Regions from separate parts of the Zea mays genome. Here regions 2 and 3 are each linked to region 1. Evidence: chromatin contacts called from public Hi-C data. All regions are on one chromosome and are shown on one strand. Each heading gives the region's core, a stretch centred on a gene start, on an enhancer-like site or on the middle of the called end of the contact. The rest is flanking DNA. Distances are from core to core; before and after follow the strand shown.

Region 1 (3,607 bases), core at 682-3,181:
TGGATCGTCGCAGAGTGGGCAGTGACAGCCCGCTAGTGATGAGCCAGGGTTCAGGGATTTTCTCAGCCAGGACCATGTTTCGGTCTCTTCTTAATATAATACCGGGAGAGCGGTCTTTCTCTCCCCGGACGAGTTTTTTATAGTACAACTCACTTGATAAAAATGTTACTTAACAACCTTTTTTCTCAAAGTAGCAGAATTCTAGGAGGTTATGAATAGTATGTATTTGTCGACAACAAACAATATAATATGACACCAAATTATCGGCAACAAATCACATGTGATGGAGCGATAAAGAATAGTAACGTGCTAAATCACCTGGCAGTGAACAAGTATTTGAAACATTTTTGCCACATCAACAATTTCAGTAGCGGTTGTAGCTATTTTCACGATATCAGCCCCCGTTGCTTGAATCTGAGCCACCAAATTTGCAAGTTCCTCGGACGATGGAGTGGTCTCATAGTTGTGGGATGAAACTATAAGTTTACAGTTATCAGGTTTCCTCCCAGAAATAAGTTTCATAAATTTGTCAGCCACCTGCACAATACAATTCAGTGATCAACTCCAGACTCACCCTCACTAATTTAAAGGACAGGGCTAATTGACACTACCAGTACATAAATAGCGAGCTTCTTTTACTAATATTGTAGTACATATTTTATATCATTACTTTTTTTCAAGTAGTTATCATGGTTATGAGAAGAATATTATTGTAAATGATACATGATAACTAATCAAGCTTCACAATTGATCGGCTCTGACAAGGATCCAAATCAGTGGCAGTGTCACTTAGGGTGTCTCCAACAGTATGAGCTAGCACTAGATCTAATTTCTAAGCTGATAAATATGGAGGGCAAAGAGACCACAGCAAGCAACCTTCAAAATCACGCTGTGAGAAATGGATACATCGTGAAATGTGCAAGATTATGTCTTGAGTCCGTGCTAGTCTCTTGCTTTTCTGCACTATGCACTATTCAGTGATTAAAAAATTGATTCCCTGAGCTAGATCATTGGAGACGCCCTTACTGTTGAAAGTTGCAAGAATATCAAATTCTCACATACTTAATGAACTAGTATTGCACTACATCCAGATTACAAGATTATATTCATCGACACTGAGCCACGAAGAAGGTCTTGTCTCGGTTTATCTTTTCCTTCGACCCTACTCAAGTGAGAGCCTATAGCCTTGGGTTTATCCTTAGAGGCTTAGACAATAAGCCACAAAGAACAGCAGTGCAATAAAATATTGACTTGATGAAGTGAAAAATAGGGAAGGACCCAACCTTAAGCTCGACATCCACATATTCAGCTCCCAGCTCCATTGCCAATAGCAGAGCCTCAAACCGTGATTCGTCATCGCCTTCGTATTCGCCTCCTTCCCACTTGGGCCTGTGCAACAAAAATCAAGCAACAGTCACTTAGCTTAGTAACACTAACAGTTTAAATGTTGATACCAAAACTAGCCCCCATTTTGCTCCACTGAATTATGCTAAACATCTAAACTAAACCTCTGGAATTGCCTATCGAATCTGGAACCGGAATGCGCCAAAAAGGTGTCTCCGAGAAGGAAGAACCTAATCCCCCGCACGCCCACCAACCCTGTGGCAGGGAAACCAGGCGCTGACGAAACGAACTCACCTGTAGGTGACGAGGGCGGGGAGCGGGCGGGGCTTGGCGAGGATGACGGGCAGGTCCCTGCGCGGCGCGAACCCGGCGAGGCAGTCGAGGCGAAGCTCCGCCACGTCAGCGCCGAGCGCGGCGGCGGCGGCCAGCTCCGCCGCCATCTCCCGCGGCGCCCGCGCCGTCGCCGGCACGCAGACCATCGTCCGCGGCCGCGTGACCGCCGCGGCGGGCGGGGACACCGCCGAAACTGACATCGCCGTCGCCATCGGGGAAAGCCGGCGGCTTTGCGTCGGGTTGGTGCCTTGGTGGGAGGAAGAGTGGAGGTTTTGGTTGGTGGTAGTACTGGTGGAGGTGGACTATCGTTCGCACTGCTGGGCGGCGGAATACGACGTGGCCCGTCTTGACTGGTTTGGGTTGTAGGTGCACGGAACACATGGGCACGGCGTCGAAATGCGCGATGAAATGGTCAAAAAGATCCTAAATTCTGCGATGAAACCGAAGTGGTTCGTCAATTTCTCGGAGGAATTACCCAGAAGTAAAAAAAAAATGTCTGTTCTTTAGCAGCGCAGCAACTTGCAAAATCTTTGACAACATTTTGTTTATACGGCTAAAATGCAAAATCTTTGACAACATTTTTGTTCTGTGTTTGTCAGTTAGAATAAAGTCATTCTATTTTTGTTTGATTTTAGAGTAGAGTAAAATGGAGTGGTTTAATTCTATGTTTGGTTCTATATTGAAATAGAATGTGACGACTCTATGTGTTTAGTTGATGAGTGCAACTAGATAATTTTCTAACATCATACATTCATACAACCATTTATTATATCTTAAAATGACAATTATAAATAAAGATTATGAGATGTATAAACATGACGCATCTATACAACCATCAGAGTTAATCGCAGAAGGGGCATAGAAAAGGACCAAGAATTGGGCAGAGTGCTGGTTTGCTCGACCAAGAAATTTGTATTCTAAATGAGCTAATCGCAGAAGGAATACATATGGAGGTCTGCTCTGTCGGTGCCACCAAATCACCAAAGGACGAAAAAGAACGGGGCCATGAGCCCATGCGAAGACACAACGGCTCTTTTGTTTCAGCTTTTTTTTAACTTGTGTCAACTAGAATCTACTACGGACAGTCAAATACTCAGATTTTCAGCACTGTTTTATAAGAATCGATTCGATAAAAATCATTTAAAGTTAACGTGAACAGAGAATTTATCAAATCGTTGCACTTTCAAGACCCTGAGCCTTATGAACATCTTTATCTTTTTTCGCACGTAATCCTCACAATACTTAGATTCTTCCCATAGCTACATTCTCCTCATAGCTAGATTGTCAAAAAAGCTGATCAGAAAAAAACTAAACCTAATAGGGCCAACATCTCCTGGTGGTTTGCTCAGCAAGGAAAATAGCCTCGATTTCGTTTCTCTCCGTGATTTGCTCGCCAAAGGAAAAAAGCTGCTCCAGGAATATTCTGCTTTTGAAAAAGACAAAATACTGCTCTCCTTAGTGGATAGGCTGAAAACCAGCGAAGCCAAGCTTAACGCACAAGCCAAAGCTTACAAAGCCGAGGTTGAAGATTTTAAAAAAAAGCTTGCCGAAATGAATGAAAATTTTGAACTTGCGAAGGCTAAGCAAGAAATAAGTGAAATGGAAAGAGTCAGAGTGCAGAAGAACATTGAAGAACTTCGGGATTCCAAGGAAAAATGCTACGAAGTATCCATGAAATGCACGAAGAAACTGAAAGATAGCTTTGCAAACGTGGGAGCTTATTCTTCGGAGCAGAAATTTATTCGTGGTGATCCCGAAGGTGTTGTCCAGTGGATAGGCGAAGAGGCTGAAGCTTTTGATGAGATACTTAGCGATTGTGGGGATTTTTGTGCTTTTGCCGGTGCCCGAGGGGCCGCGGCAATTTTAGAAAAAGCCGGTGTGAACATGTTAAGGTCGTAGCCCAGGTAGAATCCATTCTCTCAGTTGATGA
Region 2 (3,607 bases), core at 389-2,888, 230 kb before region 1:
CTTCAAAGCTGTACTGTAATAAAAGATAAGAAACAAGTCATGGCTGTCCATCTACAACAAATAGGCAAACTTGAGGGATCATAGTTTAAAACATTATTTTTAAAGAGTACATGCTTGTGAGTTCTGATCCATTCTTTGTTCCCACTTCCAAGGATATTTCTTTCACTGAATACAATTTATGAGACAGAGAAAAGAGGACATTGATATACGAAAACTAAATTACTGAAAGAAACTAGAGAACCTTCAAATCAAATATAAACTAATAGAAAAAAGGTGAAGTCCCAAACCATCACATAAAAAATATCATTCTTTTTCTCAATATAACTTACCCATTTGAATTTGAACTTAATATCTTCAGACATAATTGCCACTGAGAAAACCCCTAATACAATGGCATGAATTGACTCCTTCCCAATCATTTCAACCATCCCTTCTGAAGTTAGCAAACAATTAAACATCAGACTATGCATTTCAAATCAGTACCAGGCCAGGTTATTACTTCATTCCACAAGATATGATGGCAGATCAGTCACTAGCAAAAGCACTGATAGAATTTGTAATGGCAGTATAGAAAGCTTCAATAATGTAGTATCCCCAAGTACTAGTAACATGCTTATTTGCTGGCATGAGCTGATACTGAACGCAGTCAATCAGGTCTACTGTCTACAGAAATACTACAACCATTAGTGCTCAAATTGACAAAACAAACCAACTTACCCAGGATCATGTCCGGCTGGGGAGAGAACAGCAGCAGGGTGGCATGCACTTGGACGCTGAAATATGGCACCAAGCCATTCATGATTTTGCCATAAGAAACGGGTTCAGCAATTTGATCATTACGGTCACTCCTTTCATATATGGGTTTGCCCTCTTTGTCTTTGCCAATAAGGAATGAAACTTCATGCATCAGCAACACGCCATCAAAACGGTCCACATACCTGATATGAATTGGCACCATACATATTTGCTCAAACAATAATCAAACTAGCTACAGAAAGCTTCATGGCAGCTCGAAAGTGGCATGAAATTTTGGCCAAACAATAATCAAACTTGCTACAGAAAGCTTGCGACAGCTCGAAAGTGGCCATAAGAATGTGACGAAGAATCAACCAAGGGTCCTATAGCCTCATGCATAATCTCTCCGGGGACTGGACACCTAACGATTTGCTCGGAACTCAAGCCTTATAGCGGCTAAAAGGCGACGCTACCCACTCCCACATCCCCAACCATCCCATATTTCGCGTCTTCCTGCGATTCGAACCCGGATGCGTATGAAAACGGTAGGTCAAGGAACACGAACTTTGCAAAACGCATAGGGAGGAGATGCACGGAGATAGGGAAGGGGAGCGGACGCACGTGAAGAGAAGCGCGCTAAGCTGGCGGGATACGGCGTGCCGGACGCGCTTGGCGTTGGAGGGGTGCACGTACACCGTGAGCTCCGCCTCCGCTTTCCGGAGGGCCTCCATTGCGGGCGGCGGCTGCCGGCGAGCTGAACTCAGAGGCAGAGGCGACACGACAGGGCGCGAGGATGCTGCCTGCCTGGACCCGCTCGGTGTTGGAGGAAGGAGGATACGGCGGCTACCGTCCCGCTCGCGGGAAAGCTAGGGCGGCGGCGAAGGAGCTCAGTGTGGGGAAGCTAGGGCGGCCGTGAAAGGGAAGCCAGGGCTTTTCGAACCCAATGGCTCCGGCCCACAGAATCGACGAGGCCTGTTTTTTTTTCCTGGCTCGGGGGGCCAGTCAGGCCGAGGGGCTGCAACTTGCCTCCACGCCTTCTTGAGCCACGCTGTGGAATCCACGCACTAATTCTAAACAATGTTTAGAAAATAACACTTATTTTTAAGCAATTTAGAAACGGTACCAATTTCATTAACGGGGCGTTTGGATCCCTTCATTTTAGAGGAATTGGAATTCACTCAATAAAGTAACTTATTTAGTTTGGAATTTAACATTCCACCACTTTTCAAAGTTCAGATATAAACCTATCTCAAATTCATGGGTGGAGGGTGGGAAATGATTTTATGCATTAGTAGAATTTGTTTCTACTCTGTAACTTATATGACACTCTTCGTCTCACTCCTCTATAGTAAAAATGTAGCACATAAATATCTCCGACATCTTGCTAATAATAGTATATAAATATATTTTGCATAAAACCGAATTAGCTTAATTGATATATGTCTAAATTATTATTATTATAATGAAATTCAATTCCAATGATCCAAACGGGGCGTAAATAAATTTAGAAAACAACACTTTATCTATATTTTTGATTAGTTTATTTCTCGTCTCACAAGAAAATGGACTAAATTGACCATATCATTTCGTAGCCTTATTTTTTTATCTATTTTATCCACAAGAACAACATAAATACATACAAATATATGAGCTATAGTTTTATATTCGTAAGCATAGTGTTCAACATACAAATAAACATATATTTTCTATAAATAAAGAAGTCTAGATTTAACCATCGAACTTCAAAATTATAATTTGAGATGGAGGGAGTAGTTTTTAAAGAATACACAATTTTTTAAATAAGACGAGCGACTTAAGTTTTTTCAAAAAAACAATCACATCAAATAAAAAGGAACAAAAGAAGTATAATGGAAGACCTTTTAGTGAGCTAAGTTTGTCAATTTTAATAGTTCAATGCTAAAGATAACTGGGTTTGAAGTTCAATAGTTTAATCTAGACTTCTTCCTCAATAAAACAATATGTGCCTATTTGTATTTTTAACACTATAAAATAAAATAGAACTAGTATATTTTATCTATTTAATTTTTTATGGACAGAGGGCTATGAAACAAATAGGGGTAATTTGGTCCAATTGTATGCGGTCCATTTGTATGCAAAATATAGATGAAGTATTTTTTCTGAATTAATTTGGTGAAACAAGTGATGTTCTATGAATTGCTTGAAAACAGATGCTATTTTTTAAACGCCGTCTCAAATAAGTGCTATTTCGTGGATTCTCGTGAGCCAGGCTAGCATCCTGCAACATTGTTTGCTTGAGCCAAATACAATGGGCGTGATTGGTTATCATCATAGTGTTAGCTACAGCTAATGGAAGGAGAAGATAGTAGAGAGGGAGCAGAGGTAGGAGACGAGAATAGGAGAGGAATCAGGAAAATGTCGTATTCATTCAGAGTAAAGTTCATACATGCCCCTTCCTACTGTCCAAGCCAACAACATATATACGACTACTTAGGAACATGGCTCACCAACCGGTGACCGAGGGACACAACCCCACACGCTAGAGACTTACTCCTAGACAGGACCACAACAACAAGGCTGCAGTTAGTTACATCAACTCAGGACCTGCGACTCGAATATTAGTGTCTTCCACGCTCACCCGGATGGAGTTCCTCATGTGGAGTATCTGACAATGGTGGTGTAACATTCTCTCCTCCTTAAAATTCGACTTGCCCTCAAGTCGATGTAGAATCTGAGCACATCCATGATCCTGATGCTCTGAGTGAAGCAGCATGTGTTCCTAGGTAGCCAGATCCAACGAAAGTCCTGACCAAGCCAGGAGCACTTGCTGCACAACATGGTTTGGACACCCAAAACCCAGCAGCAAGCTTGAGTGGCGAGACATGTAGCACCG
Region 3 (3,607 bases), core at 704-3,203, 180 kb before region 1:
TGGCCACCAGCACAGTCCAAGGACGAGCAGTCGTGGAAGGTGGAGTAGTGTTATGGCAAGTGCATTGCCAGACATATTAGATTAGTTTAGTTTGTTAGAATAGAGATAAGTTAGATTAATTTGGTTAGGATAAGAATCACTTACTTAGGGGTCAAGTAAGAGATAAAGATCGCTTGCTTAGGGTTCAAGTAAACCTTTCTATATAAAGAGAGGAGATGTATCAATCTAACCAACCAAGAATTAAGATTTAAGAAGGAACCCCTTCCCTCTTGTTCGGCCATGGGCAAAGCCCTCGGGCGGCCTACTTGCACTCACTGAACACTAGCCACCACCATAACAACATAACACCTAGGGTGAAGTCTAGTAGACCAAAACGTCTAGTGTCTGGGCTCCTCTTATTGCTAAGCCTATGTACTTGATTCTTAGTACTGGTACTAGTTACCAAATATCCTGTAAAATCATAGAATAGGAAATTCGAATTCAATAACCTGCTCTTTTAGGATAAAGACCGTGAATATTTCCAATTCACCATCATTACTCAAAATTGTGAATTCAATATAACATTCTCCTCATCCATATGTGGTGTTGGTTTTTTGCGCACAACTGTTATATACTGCAGGCCAGATAAGCAGCTATTTGTCGCCTTCTTGAAGGGGGGGGGGGGGGGGGGGGGGGTCAGCCTGTATTAAATGTTTTAAGTGGCTGAAACTAGTGGTGTATTAAACCTAGCATGTTCTACGGGAAGGGAAAAGCATCAAGAACTATCGTAATAATGATATGCTTCACAAAGAAACAAAACTATTCCTTACCCATGGGTACTCTTTCGCCACTGCCTGTAGGTATACCTGAACTATAACTGGCTTCTACTGCTTCTACAATGTTTTTGTCTCAATGGATTTTAGCTGTAGCAACCCAAATAACTGGCTTTAATCCGAAACGAATAGTCCAAATAGTACAAATTAAAGTCAAACAAACGGACACCTAGTCTAGTTTTGTAGGCACATTTTCGCACAATTAATTAGTATATGCTGCTACACTATAACGTCGGACCCATCTCAATTCTCAACTAGCATTTCCCTAGGACCGTTTGGATCCCTTCGAACCCATCTCAATTCTCAACTAGCATTTCCCTAGGGGCCGTTTGGTTTTAAAGGAATTAGAATTTATTTAATATAGTAAAGTTATTTGGTTTGGAATTTGATATTCTATCATTTTCTAAAGTTAAATAAGACTATCCAAAAAATTAGGGTGAGGTGGTGGAAATTGATTTTATATATCACTATTCTATGTTTCTAAGCTGTAACTTATAACGCACTCTTCGGCTCGCTTATCTCAAGTAGAAAAGTAGAAATGTAGTACAAATATATTATGTATAAAACTAAATTAGTTTAATTAATTATTAGAACGGAATTCAATTCCAAGGATGCAAACACGGCCTAAGCAGAGAATTCAGAGGGGAGAATTTCTGACTGGCGGAACTAAAACAAAATCAAGAATTAGCACCCGAATGCCGAATCATACATGCGTATTTCCTTGATGTCCTTCCCCAACCGAAACCCGAGGCAGTTCAAGAATATCAAATTACCCAAAATAACAAGCAACAGATGAGAAGAAGAGCAGCTAGCTGACCGAACGGATGGGTCACGGCGGTGGCGGCGGCGACGGCGGCGCCGCTGGTGCCGAAGTGGTACAGCGCGTACCGCCCCGGCAGCGGCTGTCGTGCTTCTCCGTACCGCGGCTGCATCGGGGTTCCCTCCCAAGTTCAGATCCACTTGAAAAGAAAAGGGCGGGCAAGCGAATCTCGGGAGGATTCCTGGATTGAGAATTCGATGGGAGGAGTGAAAAAAATGCCAAAGAGCAGGAGCAGGAAAGAATGGTGAAGCAATCGAATGAGTAGACCAAGAAGGCTCGGCCGGAGGATGATTCTGGAGAGACCAAAGAGCAAGAAATGCGATTCCAGCTCCAGTCACCAGTTCACCACCCTATTGCTCCGTAATAACTGGAGCGGAAGGAATTTTCACGTGCTAGGTACCGATTGCGTCATTCGCAATCTCAACGTGCTTAAAGAATCGTGTATGCCCTTCCATATTCATTCAGTCACGATACAATTTATACTATACTATTTTATGTTATTATTGTCTATCATCACAGGGCATTTGGTCTAGTGGTATGATTCTCGCTTAGGGTGCGAGAGGTCCCGAGTTCAATTCTCGGAATGCCCCTTTTTTTAATTCCATTTTTTTCGTTCGCGGCCAGCAACAAAGCTCTACAGCAGTTCAGTATACTCTTGCATTTTCCCCCCGGTGCAGCCAGGCAGCCAGCGGTATCCGTCATTGCCATCCGCCCATCCCCATCCATAATCCATCTCTATTTCGCAAGAGGGAAAAAAACTTGAGATGGAATCTAATTTGATCCATTACTGCAAAGCGTAACGTGATAGGCTGCATCACAATTTCGTACAACATAGCATGGCATGTCTGCAACGGTTCGAATACTAAATCTTGAGTAGGGATGTCAATGATCTCTAAATTTTATATTATAATATTTAAGGATCAGATCAAGCCTCTATTTCTATTTATTTTTAAACTAGATTTTATTTAGTGTCTTAAGAAATTGTGAAAAAATATTTAGATCATCATCCATTGCCACCCCTAGTCTTGAGAAATATAGTTGTTCCACCACTAAAGAAAACTGTGAACAAACAGACTAATTGGCTTCATCAAATCTCATTTAGACCTGAGCAAGGTTTACCAAACCGTTGGAGCCTAAAAAACCGCCCCCTCCGGTTTCGGTAAACCGCCGGTAAAACCGTCCGGTTTGCCCAAACAAAATCAAACATAGTTTCGTGGCGGTTTACCGATAGAAAACCGGCGATAAACCGCCCGAAACCGTTGATTTTCCAAGAAAATGCAATGGTTTTCGCTGTTTTTTTACAGAAAAAGAAAAACTTTAACAATATTTATTTGTTATTTACTCAATTCACATTACACAGTAAATATTAATTGATCCACGCGATATATGTTCACCAAAATAACATACAACATACATATTCAACCACAAACTTCAGTTCTCACGCAACAAACAACCAACGAACCTTGCAATACTCAAATACAAGTTTTTTATAGCTCTCCAACGAGACAACAACACATAGGTCGACTTATTTTACAATACTCACATGTTCAACTCGACTCATAGCGATAGTATACAAGCATGTTGAAAGGATCGTGATATGGTTCCAATCTGTCATAGTGATAGTTCTATACAAAAGATATGAGATACGTTAGCGAGAAAACAAGAACAACAAATAAATACTTATCCACGAAGCAAAAATAACATATCGGTGCAGCGGGAACTTGTCCATACCCATACTATGGTCCTGGTGGATACCTATTTGACAAATTTGAATATGGCGGTGGAGGGGTCCATAGTTTCGATACCCATACATGATCGATGGTGGTACTTTGTCTGGTGGTCTCTGACCCGGTTGCCATTGTCATGCATAAGGGTTATAGACTAGGCCTTGTCCAGATGGATAGTTAGAAAAACTAGAGCTACTTGAGCTACGGATTTCATCTTAGACAAGAAATGAAACCGAACGACGTTAGCC

What was found. A called contact is a pair of places that touch in the nucleus more often than the background predicts.
Region 2: a Hi-C map of tassel shows a contact between it and region 1, with 4 times the contacts expected there. The contact joins the promoter of LOC100276818 here to the promoter of LOC100191894 in region 1. A contact is called at or near these places in 2 of 25 Hi-C or Micro-C datasets (ear and tassel).
Region 3: a contact with region 1 is called in a Hi-C map of ear, with 2.7 times the contacts expected there. The contact joins the promoter of LOC100193603 here to the promoter of LOC100191894 in region 1. A contact is called at or near these places in 3 of 25 Hi-C or Micro-C datasets (ear, leaf and tassel).

What each region holds. Positions count from the first base shown.
Region 1 is chr10:26,252,768-26,256,374 of Zm-B73-REFERENCE-NAM-5.0, reverse strand. It overlaps LOC100191894 (shikimate dehydrogenase 1), which reads right to left and starts at 1,931. Exons shown (of 10, transcript NM_001137318.1): 1 at 1,639-1,931; 2 at 1,284-1,389; 3 at 319-537. The coding sequence starts at 1,889.
Region 2 is chr10:26,482,617-26,486,223 of Zm-B73-REFERENCE-NAM-5.0, reverse strand. It overlaps LOC100276818, which reads right to left and starts at 1,638. Exons shown (of 6, transcript NM_001150527.1): 1 at 1,357-1,638; 2 at 718-938; 3 at 330-433. The coding sequence starts at 1,466.
Region 3 is chr10:26,428,646-26,432,252 of Zm-B73-REFERENCE-NAM-5.0, reverse strand. It overlaps LOC100193603 (Mitochondrial substrate carrier family protein), which reads right to left and starts at 1,953. Exons shown (of 5, transcript NM_001138706.1): 1 at 1,630-1,953. The coding sequence starts at 1,744. It overlaps TRNAP-AGG (transfer RNA proline (anticodon AGG)), which reads left to right and starts at 2,151; the gene lies at 2,151-2,222.